Regions from separate parts of the Mus musculus genome. Here all the other regions are linked to region 1. The links are chromatin contacts, called in public Hi-C, HiChIP or PLAC-seq and promoter capture Hi-C maps. All regions are on one chromosome and are shown on one strand. Each heading gives the region's core, a stretch centred on a gene start, on an enhancer-like site or on the middle of the called end of the contact. The rest is flanking DNA. Distances are from core to core; before and after follow the strand shown. Region 1 holds the start of Kif3b (kinesin family member 3B). Region 2 has its middle 25 kb from the start of Commd7. Region 3 holds the start of Dnmt3b (DNA methyltransferase 3B). Region 4 holds the start of Mapre1 (microtubule-associated protein, RP/EB family, member 1). Region 5 holds the start of Pdrg1 (p53 and DNA damage regulated 1).

What was found. Promoter capture Hi-C pulls out the DNA fragments that hold promoters and counts their contacts. Hi-C and Micro-C count contacts between places; a contact is called where the count stands out from the background. HiChIP or PLAC-seq counts read pairs in DNA pulled down with a chosen protein or histone mark.
Region 2: a promoter capture Hi-C map of the HPC-7 cell line shows a contact between it and region 1. The contact joins the enhancer-like site here to the promoter of Kif3b in region 1. A contact is called at or near these places in 3 of 39 promoter capture datasets (the HPC-7 cell line, hippocampal neurons and neural stem cells), 2 of 484 Hi-C or Micro-C datasets (the G1E-ER4 cell line and the HPC-7 cell line) and 3 of 115 datasets of contacts at active chromatin or transcription factors (astrocytes, fetal liver and pancreatic cancer cells).
Region 3: a FOXA1 HiChIP or PLAC-seq map of pancreatic cancer cells shows a contact between it and region 1. The contact joins the promoter of Dnmt3b here to the promoter of Kif3b in region 1. A contact is called at or near these places in 5 of 39 promoter capture datasets (the C10 cell line, embryonic stem cells, hippocampal neurons and 2 more), 1 of 15 datasets of contacts at CTCF or cohesin (the NIH/3T3 cell line) and 2 of 115 datasets of contacts at active chromatin or transcription factors (memory CD8 T cells and pancreatic cancer cells).
Region 4: a contact with region 1 is called in a Hi-C map of regulatory T cells, with 3 times the contacts expected there. The contact joins the promoter of Mapre1 here to the promoter of Kif3b in region 1.
Region 5: a contact with region 1 is called in a promoter capture Hi-C map of embryonic stem cells. The contact joins the promoter of Pdrg1 here to the promoter of Kif3b in region 1. A contact is called at or near these places in 3 of 39 promoter capture datasets (embryonic stem cells, liver and pre-B cells).

What each region holds. Positions count from the first base shown.
Region 1 is chr2:153,290,007-153,292,706 of GRCm38.p6, forward strand. It overlaps Kif3b (kinesin family member 3B), which reads left to right and starts at 1,410. Exons shown (of 9, transcript NM_008444.4): 1 at 1,410-1,498. Gm39961 (a long non-coding RNA gene) reads right to left here and starts at 1,420. Exons shown (of 3, transcript XR_866869.2): 1 at 1,133-1,420.
Region 2 is chr2:153,606,836-153,609,535 of GRCm38.p6, forward strand. No RefSeq gene overlaps it. Among named protein-coding and RNA genes, the nearest start is that of Commd7, 25 kb to the right of the region's middle. Within about 2 kb of position 1,441, at least 150 of the 459 cell types and tissues checked have an H3K27ac peak or open chromatin away from gene starts, as enhancers often do. A contact at or near this core is called in the G1E-ER4 cell line, the HPC-7 cell line, fetal liver and 2 more, where this site is marked.
Region 3 is chr2:153,648,183-153,650,882 of GRCm38.p6, forward strand. Dnmt3b (DNA methyltransferase 3B) reads left to right here and starts at 1,267. Exons shown (of 23, transcript NM_001271744.1): 1 at 1,267-1,558.
Region 4 is chr2:153,739,752-153,742,570 of GRCm38.p6, forward strand. Mapre1 (microtubule-associated protein, RP/EB family, member 1) reads left to right here and starts at 1,536. Exons shown (of 7, transcript NM_007896.3): 1 at 1,536-1,668.
Region 5 is chr2:153,013,961-153,016,660 of GRCm38.p6, forward strand. Pdrg1 (p53 and DNA damage regulated 1) reads right to left here and starts at 1,423. Exons shown (of 5, transcript NM_178939.2): 1 at 1,274-1,423; 2 at 50-125. The coding sequence starts at 1,360.

The sequences.
Region 1 (2,700 bases), core at 160-2,659:
TGTGTTTATATGCAATAAATAAATAAATCTTAAAACAAAACAAAACACAACAGCCCAGAATGGGAGAGGGTACAAAGAGCAACTAAAAGAACTAATGAAAATGAGAGAAAATTTTGGCAATTATTAGCCCTAGAAACTACCAAGAGATACAGAAGAGATGAAACATAAACACATATATTGCATTATGTTCTTGTAAACAACACATAATGTGTTTGTAACCAATACAGGTAAACTTTACTTTGCGTCAGTTTGGTAGGTATCTTTTTTTTTTCTTTGTGTGTAGCTCCAGCTCTCCTAGACTTGCTCTGTAGACCACATTGGCCTCCAACTCAGAGATCTGCCCACTCCTCCTTCCAGAGTGCTTTTTGCTTTGATGGAAGGGTAGCCGGACTCCAAAGATGCTATGCAGGGAGGATGACTTGATGTGATTCCGGTTTTCAAATTATTGTTCAGACTATCTAGTCGAGATGCCAACCATGCACTCCCAGCCCAGCTGGTTTGCATGTGCTGAAGTCAGAGGACAACCTAAGTTGTTTCTCTCCTGCCGGGTGGGTCCCTGGAATCTACCTCAAGCCGTCAAACGCGTTTACCCACTGAGCCATCAGAGGGTAGCATCTTTTCCCTACAATTATGTGTATTTATTTTTGATACTGAGGGACAGAGTCTCGCTGTGTAGTTCGGAACTTGCTCTGTACCCAAGCATGGTCTTGAGCTGTTCATCCTCCTGCCTCCATTTCCCGAGTGCTAGAACTATAGTCATGAGCCATCAAGCTCAACCAAAGTTTTTTGAGTTGATGGTAAGAATAGTGGGACTCCAAGGATGCCTTGCAGGGATGTGCTTCAGGTTTTAAATTATTATTCAGGTCACCTCGCCGGGAATGGATGGTCAGGCCTTATACTCTATTAACAGAGAACAAGAATTGCAGTCGAGTCTAAAGATGACAGGTGGCCTGGCCTTGCTTGTGGTGCTGTTCTTTAAAAAAGTGGAGAAAAGCAGGAATATATGAAAGGCAGACTGTGGGACTCGATGGCCAAATGAAAGTGACAGGCAGGACAGATTTTCCTTCATCCCTGGGTGGCCTTAATTGGGAGCCACTCAATACTAATCTGAGACCCAGATCAGAGAACTGACCTGAAAGAGCTTTCAGAAGGGGAGGATGAAAGCGCGTAGTGTGACCAAGATACTGGGCTCTGTTTCACAAACGGAGAAACTGAGGCACCCGAGACCAGAGGACCGAGTCCGGGTGCCTAGGAGGGTCAGAGTGTCCGCGCGCTGGGAACCTGGAAAACGCCGCTGCACTCCGGGTTCCGCCCCTCGGCGAGCTCCTCGCTTCGGAGGCCCAATAAAGTTATTGAAATTGACGCGGTTGCTAAGGAAGTGGGTCGCCGAGCCGGGTTGCTAAGGAAGTGAGCGCCGCGGTCTCTCCCCATCCGGGGCAGCTGGGAATGGCTGAGCCCCGGGTTCGCCGCCGCCGCCCGCTCTCGGCTGCGGCCGCAGGTGAGTTCGAGATGCTGGGGTCACCGCGGGGCGCCCAGCATTATCCCGATGTCGTTGCTCTGCGAGCCGCAGCATCCTTTGTCCGGCCTCTGTGGTATCTCTGACCACCCGGCTTTTTCTCGGGCGCGGCCGGTACGACCCCCCAGTCTCGGCCGCCCGTGCTCGCTCCTCACGGCCGGTCCGGGGCCACAGTCCCAGGCCCTGGCTGGAAAGGCAGCTCAGGAAGCAAGAACCTGAGGTCCGAGCCTCAGGGCGGTGCCTGGCTCGCTGTGTGACCTTGGACAAACCCCTTGCCTTCTCTGGCAGCAGCAGACCTGTCTGCCCATTGGGGTCTTGACACTTGCCGAGGAGACTTGTATATGAAAGGGCTCCAAGTGGGAAGAGGGTGAACGGCCAGGATACTCTATGTGGAGACCAAGAGAACTGTTTGAAGTCTGAGTGCTTGAGTTTGAGGCTGCATAGCGTGGCGTTGAGTCTTCTCATCTGTAAATCAGATCATGGGATTGCCCTTCGTGGGAAGCAGGGCGTCTGGAGTAGCTTGGGACATGATGCTTAAAAAAACAAAACAAAACATGTTAATTGCATATAACGGGTTTCATGATGACGTTTCATCCGTGTGTATAATTTATTTTATTCGTGCTCCCCTCCCACTGACCCTTTCCCTTCACTTTTTAGTCCCTTCTAATTCCATGCCCTAGCGCAGTTTACAAAAATTAGGTTCTTTTGAGGAGCATGGGCGTTTTGCCCGTGGCTACACTACAGAAGAAAATGCCTGCTACTCCCTCAATCACCAATAACTCATGTGAGGTGTTAGGTTTGGGGGTGTGGTGGTGGTGGGGACACAACACCTCAGGAATGGGTGGCTGTGTTGTGAGCCCCTCCCCCTAGCAACCGTTAACTGCCCATAAATCCTCGTGTAGGGGTGGGTCCTGTTGAGCCCCTCCCCCTCCACAAAACACGTGGTTAAGTACTACTTATCACTAATGGGATGGAGCCTTCCAAGAAGGGGAAGATGACTTGGAACCAGAAGGACTTAGGTGTGTAGCTTGCTAGTGCATATGGGTATTCTAGACACCCTGGCCATTCCCCACCCACAGTTTTACTTTGTAGTCTGCTCAGAGGGGGGAAGTTACTGACCTCTTAAAAGGTTCTGTACTTGTGCCATGCCTGTCACCCGGTATATTCATAACAAGAATAGGGGT
Region 2 (2,700 bases), core at 191-2,690, 320 kb after region 1:
GATGTAGGAATGAGTTATGCCCACAGTGGGTAGGACACTGAATCACAGCTAAGGGACAGATGAGACCCTCGGGACATCTATTCATTCACTCATTCAATAAATATTTATTCAAGTCAGGCATGGTGACTCATCCCAATACCAGGGAGGCTAAGCAAGAGGGTTGCTGTGACTTTGGGGTCAGCCTGGGCTGCAGAATGAATTTCAGAGTATGCTGAGCTACAGAGTGAGACTCGGACTCAGAAAGCAAATTTAAGCAGGAGGTGGTGGCGGCCCCTTTACTCGTAGCAGTTGTAAGGCAGAGACCAGTGGACCTCTGAGTTCAAGGCCAGCCTGGTCTACATAGTGAGTTCGTGAACAGCCAGGGCCACACAGGGAAACCTTGTCTCAAAAGACAACAAGAAAACAAACAAAAACAATAACAAAAAAATAAATAAAGCTAGAAGGACAGTGGCATATGCCTATAGTCTCAGTGTTGGAAGACCTGAAGTCTCAGTGTTGGAGGACCGGAAGTCTCAGTGTTGGAGGACCGGAAGTTCAAGGTCATACTTGGCTATTGTTCGGAAGCCAGCCTGAGTTACATGAGAGCCTGACTCTAAAAAACAAACGCCAAGCTCTGTGCTGGGGGAAGATGATAAAAGGGGATAAAGCCCTAGGACATGGCGGGGCCTGAGATGAGACAGACAAGCGGCCAGGGAAGTCCTTTTAGAGAAAAGGACAGTGGAGCTGAGCCTTGATAGTGAGGAGGAGTTTGCCCAGAGGGAGGCAGGGGGCGCACAGGTCAGAGCAGAGCTGAAGTACTGAAGTCACAGCACTGGACACCACACAGCCAGAAGCAGCAGGGCTGGACCTCCCAGTACTATCTAACAGAGAAACCGAGGCACAGAAGCAGGCTATGATATGACCCTGCAATAGTTAGAGCCTGCTGTCCTAACTGCCACTCGGGCTAGGCACCCAGCCCTTTGTTTCAATGGTCTTTCTTTATTCACATGGCCTGTAAGTTCACTGCACCCACTGGGCCTGGGCTCTGACACTGGGCAGTGAGCACCAGGGGTCACTAACTAGTACTCTAATAGGGAGTCAGATAAACTGGCTCCTAGTGTCTCTCAAGCAGGGCACAGTGCCCCAAACCTCCAAATACTGATGAAATCAGCGGCCCCTGTAGCTCCTTCAAACACACTGTTGCTTCTGGTCCTCACTGCTCCGTGCTGAGAGCCGCCTTCTGTAAACACCGGCCCAGGCAGTATTGAGAGTACTGCGTGCTTCCAAAGAGCCATGAGCCCAGGCCCTCATAACCTCCGCACCATAGCAAAGGCCATTCTGTAGCAATCTAGCTAAAGAGCCAGCTCAGCTCAGCCTTCCAAGACGCAAGCTTGTAGGGCAGTGTGTCAAATGTCCTTGGCAAACCCAGACGCTGTTACATGCCAGCTTGCCAGTCTACCTGACAGTGCCATACGCCTGTATCCAGCAACCACATGCCAAGCACCGCCCAGGGTAAGGGACCAAGCCCAGCTAGGGGAGGCGTTGGGGAACAGCGCTGGGCCTCCAGGCTTGGTTTATCAGCTCTCACAGAGGGCAGAAACCACACAGTCAGGAAATGGCAGGTGTGAGAAGAAGAGGAAGTATATGGGCTGAAGCCATGGCTCTTCCCCGTTCCCTGGTGACATCCCTGCCTCTTCTGGTGTCCAGGGCTTTTGAAGTGACCACAGCCCCAGACTCTGCCAAGGATGAACCGGAGGCAAAAGGGGAGCAGTAGCCGGGCAGTGGTGGCGCACGCCTTTAATCCCAGCACTTGGGAGGCAGAGGCAGGTGGATCTCTGAGTTCAAGGCCAGCCTGGTCTACAGAGTGAGTTCCAGGATAGCCAGGGCTACACAGAGAAACCCTGTCTCCAAAAAGGGGGGTGGGGTGGGGAGGGAGCAGCGAGCAACCTTGGGTTCAGTAACTAATACCATAAAAATAAGTGCCCAGGGGGTGGGTCGGTGGGAGGGTATGGGGGACTTTGGGATAGCATTGGAAATGTAAATGAGGAAAATACCTAATAAAAACAAAAAAGTGCCCAGTAAAGGGTAGGGAGAGGGACCTCACTTCCCCCTCTCCCTCCTCAGGAAAGATCTTTTCACAAGAAACGGGTGTCAGCTATGGGGCTCAATAGACCCAAACCCTAGGAAATGGAATGCCTAGTTAGGGAAGCAGGCGTGTTGAAGAATTAAGTACAGGGACAGAAGTCCCCACCAGAGCACTGTGGGCGAAACAAAGAGATGGTGACCTCCATGGGGAGGTCAGTATCTGTCACAACGCAAAGGAGGCTGAACAGGGAAAAGTGCAGTGACATCAGTTGCCACCCCCAGCCGTGCTGGCTATCCAGAAGGGCAGCGGACTGAGTCCCAACAGACGCACGTGCTTCTGCGGACTCACTCCTCCAGCCAAGGTCTACACTCATGGAAGTAGTCACCCCTGCCTGGCTCCTGGTCAGCATGAGTAGGGCCGGAGAGAGGAGTTGGCACACTGATTCAAAGGTAGTCCCCAAGGAAAGACTGGGGCCAGCTTCCAGGCCTGTGTATTTTTTTTTAGGTCTATCTATCTATCTATCTATCTATCTATCTATCTATCTATCTATCTATCTATCTATCTATCTATCTATCTATCTATCCAGACAGGATTTCATGTTGCCCAACCTGGCCTCAGATTTGCAAAGCTGGCCT
Region 3 (2,700 bases), core at 17-2,516, 360 kb after region 1:
CAGGAGGAAAGCTGTGTTTAACAGGAGTTAGAACCCCAGAGGCAAGAGACCTGTGGAGATTCATTCATTCATTCATTCAACCAACTTGTATTGAGTTAATTCCTTTTGATGCTAGCCTCCCTGTGGACCTGTGCTCCTAGAGAGATGTGGCTTCCAGTTTCCATCTAGATGGAAGATGGAAGCCACCTCTGCCCCGCTAGGAGATGCAGACAAGACTATACAAAACAATCTCAGATGGGTTTCAGTGTTATAGGATTTGAAGACTGTTCTGTTTGGTGATAAGAAAGCCTCTTCTTGTGACAGATCTGGGGAAACAAAGTCTGAAAGGAGGAAAGAGGCCAAAGCTTTCCTTAGAAGGACAATGCTTGGTGTGTAGGAGGAGCAGCAAAGCAGAAGAGGTTGGAGTGAAGTCAGGGAGCCAACAAAATAAAAGATCCGTGAAAGCTGAGCCTGCACGTGCTAGGCCTTGTATCGAGCCGAGCCTTTGCAATCATTCGATTTGTTTATCCCTTTAACATATATTTATTTAGTGTCTACTTTAGTGATCACCATCTAATGTATGGAGACAGACAAGCAGGAAAACAAATAAACATGAACGCCAGGTGCCTATCATAAGTATTTGTGTTTCTCCAGTGGTTCAGCGTGGGCCTTTTGGCCGAGGCAGCCCTAAGCTGCAGGGTAGGGCTCCTCCCCAGCTGGCACGAGGAACCCAGGTAGTTGGGGGAACATGTATGCTTTTTCTTCCTCCAAGGCCTCCTCTCCCCTCAAGATGGCTGACAAAGGCCAAGCTAGGTGAAAGCAGGAAGCAGAACGGGGGTCCCCAGCGGGTGACCCATAGGGCCACTACAGCGCCCTGGACAGCTTTGCAGCGGAGGGATGGTCGAAAAGCCAATGCAGGGTTGCTGTGTGACTCCAGCAGGAGCTCTTCCCTCTCTGGGCCGCTCATCCAGACCTGTGAATGTGCTTGTATGTGCGTGTGTGCATCTGATCTGGATTGGGGGACAGGAAAGGGGGTGTCTCAGGTGGAGAGGGCTGGGAGCTATCCGTGGGCTCTGGTCATCTAGGAGGGTGACCCGCAAGGCATAGGGGGCCCAGGGGAGGCTCCCGAGGAGGCAGGGCGAGGAAGCTCGGGAGGGATTTCAAATCTCCCTCGCCCGTCCCCTAGGCCCGGCCGGCCGGTGAGTGGCTGCGGCGGGGGCGCCCCCCGGGCGGGGGCGGGGCCAGGGCCGGGCCCGGGCTACAAGGGCAGCGGCGCCGCCCCCTCCCCACCCACTCCCGTGCGCGCCCGGCCCGTAGCGTCCTCGTCGCCGCCCCTCGTCTCGCAGCCGCAGCCCGCGTGGACGCTCTCGCCTGAGCGCCGCGGACTAGCCCGGGTGGCCCACTGGCGCGCGGGCGAGCGCACGGGCGCTCCAGTCCGGCAGCGCCGGGGTTAAGCGGCCCAAGTAAACGTAGCGCAGCGATCGGCGCCGGAGATTCGCGAACCCGACACTCCGCGCCGCCCGCCGGCCAGGACCCGCGGCGCGATCGCGGCGCCGCGCTACAGCCAGCCTCACGACAGGTGAGCGCCACGCGCCCCTCGTGGGCTGGGACCTGGTGGTTGGGGCTGTGTGGGTTCCGGGACGACAGGTCCCCTGGTGGCGCCTGGATGTTTGCCGGGGTTGGGGAGAACGGGGCGCGTGGCGCTTAGCGGGACGGGGACACGGGACTGGGCACGGGGACAGAGGAAGCGAAGTCCCCGCTGCACTCCGCCACTCTGAAGAGTTGAGGGAAGGAGACCTGCAGCAACTTTTCTGGAGTGTAGAGTTGAGAACACTTGGGAGCGGAGTGGGGCCCGAGCGGTGGCTGTCCCCGGGACCCAAAGTCCTTACCTAGCCCAGTTCTTACCCAGAGCCTCCTCGGGGAGGAAAGGCTGGGATGTAGAGGCAGAAGTTGTTTTGTCAATGTAGTAGTGGTTGTGGATCCGTTCTGACTTGGAACCTCGCACTCCCAGGTTGGGATGGCGCTCTGGGTACCGGCAAGTGGGGATGCTAGATGGGCGTTGTCCCCGGGGTCCTCCGGAGCGGAGCCTCTTGTGCTGCAGCGTTGCCGGCTGCTGGGAGGGGCTGGCTGAGCACACCTGGCCGGGGAGGAGCCAGCGGGGGGCGGTTCCTCACCTTGCCGGCTGCCCTAGGGGCTCACTTTCCATTCTTAGCCTTCTTCCGGGGTGAGGTGGCCCCACTACCTAGTCCATACACTGAGTCCTTAATTATAAAATGACCCTCTGCCTCCACTTCCTAGCGGTTAATCGTCCGTGCTTCAGGGATTGCTTAGGGATACCTGTGGAATCCGTCCAGGCTAGAGGTTGCAATCAAAGCGGAGACCTACTTACTGCGTTCCCAAGGTTGGACTGCACGGAGGGGAAGAGTTTCTTGCTCCAGTCTCACCTGTGGCAGCGGCAGTCCTGTGATCTCCATGCCTCTGCCTGTGATTCCCTGTGATTTCTGCTTTGCACTCGGAAGCATATGAATTAAAATGAATTAAGGCCTCAGTAGAGTGCTTCCGGACTTGTGGATGTTGTGGGCTTTGGGCTGGTGACACTCACCGACCTTCCTCTGTCCACCAGGCCCGCTGAGGCTTGTGCCAGACCTTGGAAACCTCAGGTATATACCTTTCCAGACGCGGGATCTCCCCTCCCCCATCCATAGTGCCTTGGGACCAAAT
Region 4 (2,819 bases), core at 286-2,785, 450 kb after region 1:
ATGGGGGAATCTCATCAGCCCACTGTGGGTTAGGACACCTCTGTGCTGGTGTGGTCTAGGGTTGTGTACTGGCTAGTTTTGTGTCAACTTGACACAGCTGGAGTTATCATAGAGAAAGGAGCATCAGTTGGGGAAAGGCCTCCAGGAGATCCAGCCGCAAGTCATTTTCTCAATTAGTGATCAAGTGGGGAGGGCCCCTTGTGGGTGGGACCATCTCTGGGCTGGTATTCTTGGGTTCTATAAGAGAGCAGGCTGAGCAAGCCAGGGGAACTAAGCCAGTAAAGAACATCCTTCCATGTCCTCTGCATCAGCTCCTGCTTCCTGACCTGTTTGAGTTCCAGTCTTGACTTCCTTTGGTGATGAACAGCAATGTGGGAGAGTAAGCTGAATAAATCCTTTCCTCCCCAAGTGCTTCTTGGTCATGATGTTTGTGCAGGAATAGAAACCCTGACTAAGACAGGTTGTATAAGAAAGCAGGCTGAGCAAGCCATGAGGAGTAAGCTAGTAACCGACATCCCTCCATGGCTTCTGCATCCACTCCTGGCTCTAGGTTCCTGCCCTGTTTTCCTTCAGTGATGAACAGAGATAATATGGAAGAGTAAGCTAAATAAGCACTCTCCTCTCCAAGTTGCTTTGGTCATGTTTCATTACAGGAATTGTAACACTAACTAAAACAGGCGCCAAATCTTTTTTTTTTTTTTTAAATTTAAAGGCAAACAATAACTGTGTAGCTCTCTGGCTGGCCTTGATCTCAGAGATTCTCTTGTCTCTACCTACTGAGTCCTGGGATTAAACGTTCATACCACCACAGTTATTTGTGGGCATATTTGCGTGTGTGTAGGCATGCGAGTGGCACTGCCCATGTGTGTTAGTCAGAGGACAACTTGCAGGACTCGCGTCTCACCTTCTATCAGTGGGTCCTGGGGTTTGAACTCATGTTGTCAGGTTTGGGGGCATGCACCTGCTAAAGCATTTCGATGGCCATTTTTTCTTTGTTGAGACCAGATCTCGCTGTGTAGCTCTGGCTAGCTTGCTACTGTAGACCAGGCTGGCCTTGAATTTACAGTGATTCTCTTTCCTGTCCAAGTGTACACGAGTGGCCTAGCACTCCCAGTTTTTTCTTTCTGAGACAGGGTCTCGTGTACCTCAGGCTGAACTCCCAGAGAGAGGGTCTGGGATGATGACAAAACGATTTGCTGGCAAGATAGGTGTGTTCCACCACAGCTGCCATCTGTGGTGTTGGGGACTGAAACCAGGGATTCATGTATGCTAGGCGAGCTAACCTTCCTCCCGAGCCTATTCATTAATCCATCTTGGTCAAACGAATTTTCTTCTGGGCTACAGCAAACCAGAATGTGCAACTGGACTCCGCCTCCTCAGAGGACTCACACGTCATTGGTCGCAACTGACCACGTGCCCAACAGGCTTGCTCCCCGCCCCCGGGCATGCCAGCTGTCGATCAAGCATTCGGCCCCGCCTCCGGCTCGCAGGCCAGTCCGTCTCTATAAAAGGCCGGGCGGGAGATGACGAGCCCCTGCGTCGGCGCGTCACGGCGGGGTGCGTGTGAGGTCATCGCGCGCGGGCGGGCGGGGTCCGACGGTTTGAACGAGACGAAGACGGAACCGGAGCCGGGCGCGCGGACGGCGGACGCGGGTCCTGAGAAAGCCGGTGAGGCGGCTGGCGGGCCCGGGCGGCGGCAGCAGTCGGGAATTCACGGGAGGCGGCTCCTCGTGAGCAGTGCGGAGCCGCGCGGGCAGTGGGGGGGAAGGGCGGGGCCGCGATCCGGTGCGCGGCCTGGGCCGGGGGCGCGCGCTCCGTTGTCCCGGGGGCGGGGCGTGGGCCGGAAGTGGGGGCTGCCTAGTGGTGACCGGCGAAGTCCTGACTTTGCGGCTGGGCCTGGAGGGTGTGTGCCCACGGGCGCGCGCGCGCGCGCGCGAGGGGCGCGGTGGGGACCCTGGGTGTAGGAGGCGTCGTTGCATAATGGGTGGGAGTTGGTCCGCGGAGTTGGCCGCAGAGTGCGACCTTAGGCAGGCGCTTCAGCCTCCCCGTGCCTCAGTTTCCTCCTCCGTAAAATGGAGACAGTAGAATTAAGCACAGAAAGGTTTCAGCTCGGTGCCTGGCAGAAGTCAGGCGGTCCGCGGGTGGTGGTTGAGTGCCTAGTAAATGCTAGGCCCCGGTCTCATCAGGGAGTAGACAGGCAAAGACATGCTTTCTAGGAGTCTGCTTTGTGGGTAGAGAGCCAGGAAGCAAGAAAATGAATACATGGCCAAGATAATTTCTGTAATTACTGTAAAAGGGCGATACCAGTACTGCAGGGTATAGCCTGACCTCTGCATCTTGGCGATGAGGATCCGGTGGCCCATTGAGGGAAGTTCAGCTAGGCCTGATGTCTGCCGGTGATGGGATGTCTTGACTAGCATTAATCAAGATAGCTCTTTAATGGGCACTTGTGTATAAGGCATTGTGTTAAGAGCTTGATGTAGCATTGTGTCATTTAATAGTCACATTGCCTTGAAAAGATGCTATCTTTATTCTCTTTCTTTCCCCTCTGTTGTGTTTTGCTCATTTTATTTTCTCTGTGGGGCTGAGAGGTGACTGCAGTTCCCCCACTGTGCTGAGCTGCTCATCATTCTTTTACAGAGGCGAGTCTGAGACTTTGGGTAGGGAAAGGACTTGCCTTACGTTGTCCAGCAAGTAACTCAACTCCAGAGTCATATCCTGTGTGCTACTCCTCCTTCTCCATCTAGAAACTGTTTCATACTTTTGTGGTGTCAAAGTGCCAGGACATAGAAGCTTGGGAGGCGGTGTGCTTTTCTGAT
Region 5 (2,700 bases), core at 173-2,672, 280 kb before region 1:
AGACAACTGAACCGGCTTCCAGGGCTTCAGTAAGGATGTCGCAACTTACCAGAGACACTCAGGTCCTTCTGTAGGGCCCTCAGGCCCTCTCGGTTCTGATTCCTCTTGGTGTCCAGGTCTACAATCTGAAAACAGGAGCAGATGGGGACTCAGCTGCCTCCAGCCCCAATCTGAAGAGACAAGGTATCATTTCTGGCTAAGTTCCAAGGTCTTGCCTAACATGGAGGACTCAGGTGGGAAGGTGCTTCTTTACCCACTCAGCTTCCAGCTCCTCTGCTTCGACACAAACCTCCTTCCTCCAGAGAAGGTGCTAGGAAAATGCCTGCAGATTGAATCATTTTGTGTCATCCAGTCAACCTTGAGAGTGTACCAGAGTCACCAGGGAGTGAGCTGAGTGTCTTCTCTAGACAGTGACTACTGACACACTCTTGTTAGGTAACTCTGACAGTCTCACCAGACACTCAACCATACTGGACTGGAACAGCTGTGGCATGGTACCACTATGACAGCTAACTACTCAAGAGGTGACATCTGGGGCCGCAGCTAGTGAACCACCAAGCCTTCTCAAATATAGACCACAAAGAACCATTATGGCCATTATGACAGCGTTTGAAGACCATCAAATATATCAAGTATATGTCTCGCCCCATCACTACCATCTGGTCTAACTCTAGACCATCGGGATCACCTGAATGGTTCCCCGCTCTCTAGGAAGCAGCCAGAGAGAGGCATTTAACATCCAAATGCACGCCTATAATCCCAGAACTCAGGAGACTGACAAGGATAGACCACGGATTGTTCAAGGCTAACCTAGACAACACAGTAAGCCCTCTAAAGTTTAGAGTCTAAAGCAACCGATCCCCAGCACGAACTCCCTTTAGGGACTAACCACTTACCACAGAAACAGAACCAAGCACCCCTTTCGGATCTACGAGGCCCTCAACCCCTCACCCCCGCGCCCGACACCCACACACCCACACATCACACCCACACACCCCAGCGCATTGCCCAGACACATGCCGCCCATGTCTCAGTAACCTGATTCACGATGGGCCAGGGACTGCGTTTGGAAAGTGGTGTCAGGGGAGCCTCCCGCAGACAGTGAGAATCCAGGAGACCAGCAATGACCGGGCAGGGTGAAAGGAAGGCGACTATCCAGCACAGAACCAGTGCTCGCTCCGCGCCAGGCCGCTGGGACCAGTGACGCCGGAAGACCGGGTGAGCTCCCTGCCACCCCGCGCACTTACGCGCTCGCAGCCGCCACGTCTCTCACCTGCCGCTTGTCCGACAGCACGGCCTCGGCCAACTCCTCTACTTCGACCAGGTACCGCAGCACCCGCTCCGCCTCGGGGGACAGCATGGTGCCACGCACCTCTTCTGACACACTGCTACAACTTCACCTTGGCTCCTTCCGCGCACGCGCTGTTCTGGGACTTCCGGCACGCCTGCGCAGTGAAAAGAGCAAGCGCCGCAGCGGGGCTCCAGAGGGGCGGGGTAGGCTTTGGGAGCGGGGCAGGTGCGCCCCCTACAGGCTCTGAAGGAGCAACACAACGCACTGTCCATTTCCCTCCCTTCAAAGGGTTCCTGGGCATCCACTACATACCAGATTGGGTGTCAGGAACGCGGCTGCAAATAAAACATCCCGACTCTAGGAACGTCGTCCCATTGGAAAACAACGAACACTGAAGGCAAAATAATTACACATTATGGAAGGTAGTGATAAGGGATTTGGAGACACAGAGATCATAAAGTCCCGGTTTAACGACGCCCAGAAACTGAGTGTGGCAGACAGACTCATATTTTAATCCACGACGTTTTCAGCTTCCAGTTTGTAAATAATGGGTGATAGAAATTCCCCTCACTCTCTCTCTTTCTCCCCGGAAGATGGAAAGGAAGCAGTAATTATTTTAAATTGCATCTGGCTGCAGCATTTGTTGAATCTAATGTCCACAGTAGCAAGCCGAGATTCACAGAAGGAGCTGGAAACTGTCCAGGGGAGCAGTGGAGTGTCAGTAAGAGCGTAAGAGTGAATTAGGATCCAGGACTTCCCAGAGGAGGCGTGTGTGTGTGTGTGTGTGTGTGTGTGTGTGTGTGTGTGGTGACTGCCTGACAGAACCGGAGGGGTCCCCCAATGTTGCAAAGCTGGAGGCTCAGACGCTGGGCCTGGGAGTTTCTGCCTCACCAATCCTCTTTTGTTTTTCCGTGTGCGAAACTGGAATTACCCCAGTGCCTCTCAAACACCACGCTCTACCACTGAGCTATATCTCATCTATTTTCTTGTGTGGTGTGTGTGTGTGTGTGTGTGTGTGTGTGTGTGTGTGTTGCATGCGTGTAAGGGTGCTCTGTGCTCCTGCAGACACAAGCAGAGGCCAGACAGATTAGGGTGTCAGGTGTCTGTCTCTCCCTGATATTCTCACCTTATTGTCTTGAAATAGAGCCTCTCCTTGAAACAGAAGCTCACTTTTGGGCTAGGCTTGCTAGACATTGAGCTCTCTGGATCTGCCTGTCGCTGTTTGTTGCTGCTCACACAGCCATGTCTGGGTTTTTCTGTAGGCGCTTGAGATTCAAACTCAGATCCTTATTCTTGCAAAGTGAACACTCTTCATTCACGGAGCCACCTCCCCTAAGGCCTAACTCTGAGGTTCACTTTTTAGTCTCCTTTTTTGGACTCTGGGAAACTTAGCCCATTCATATTCTTTG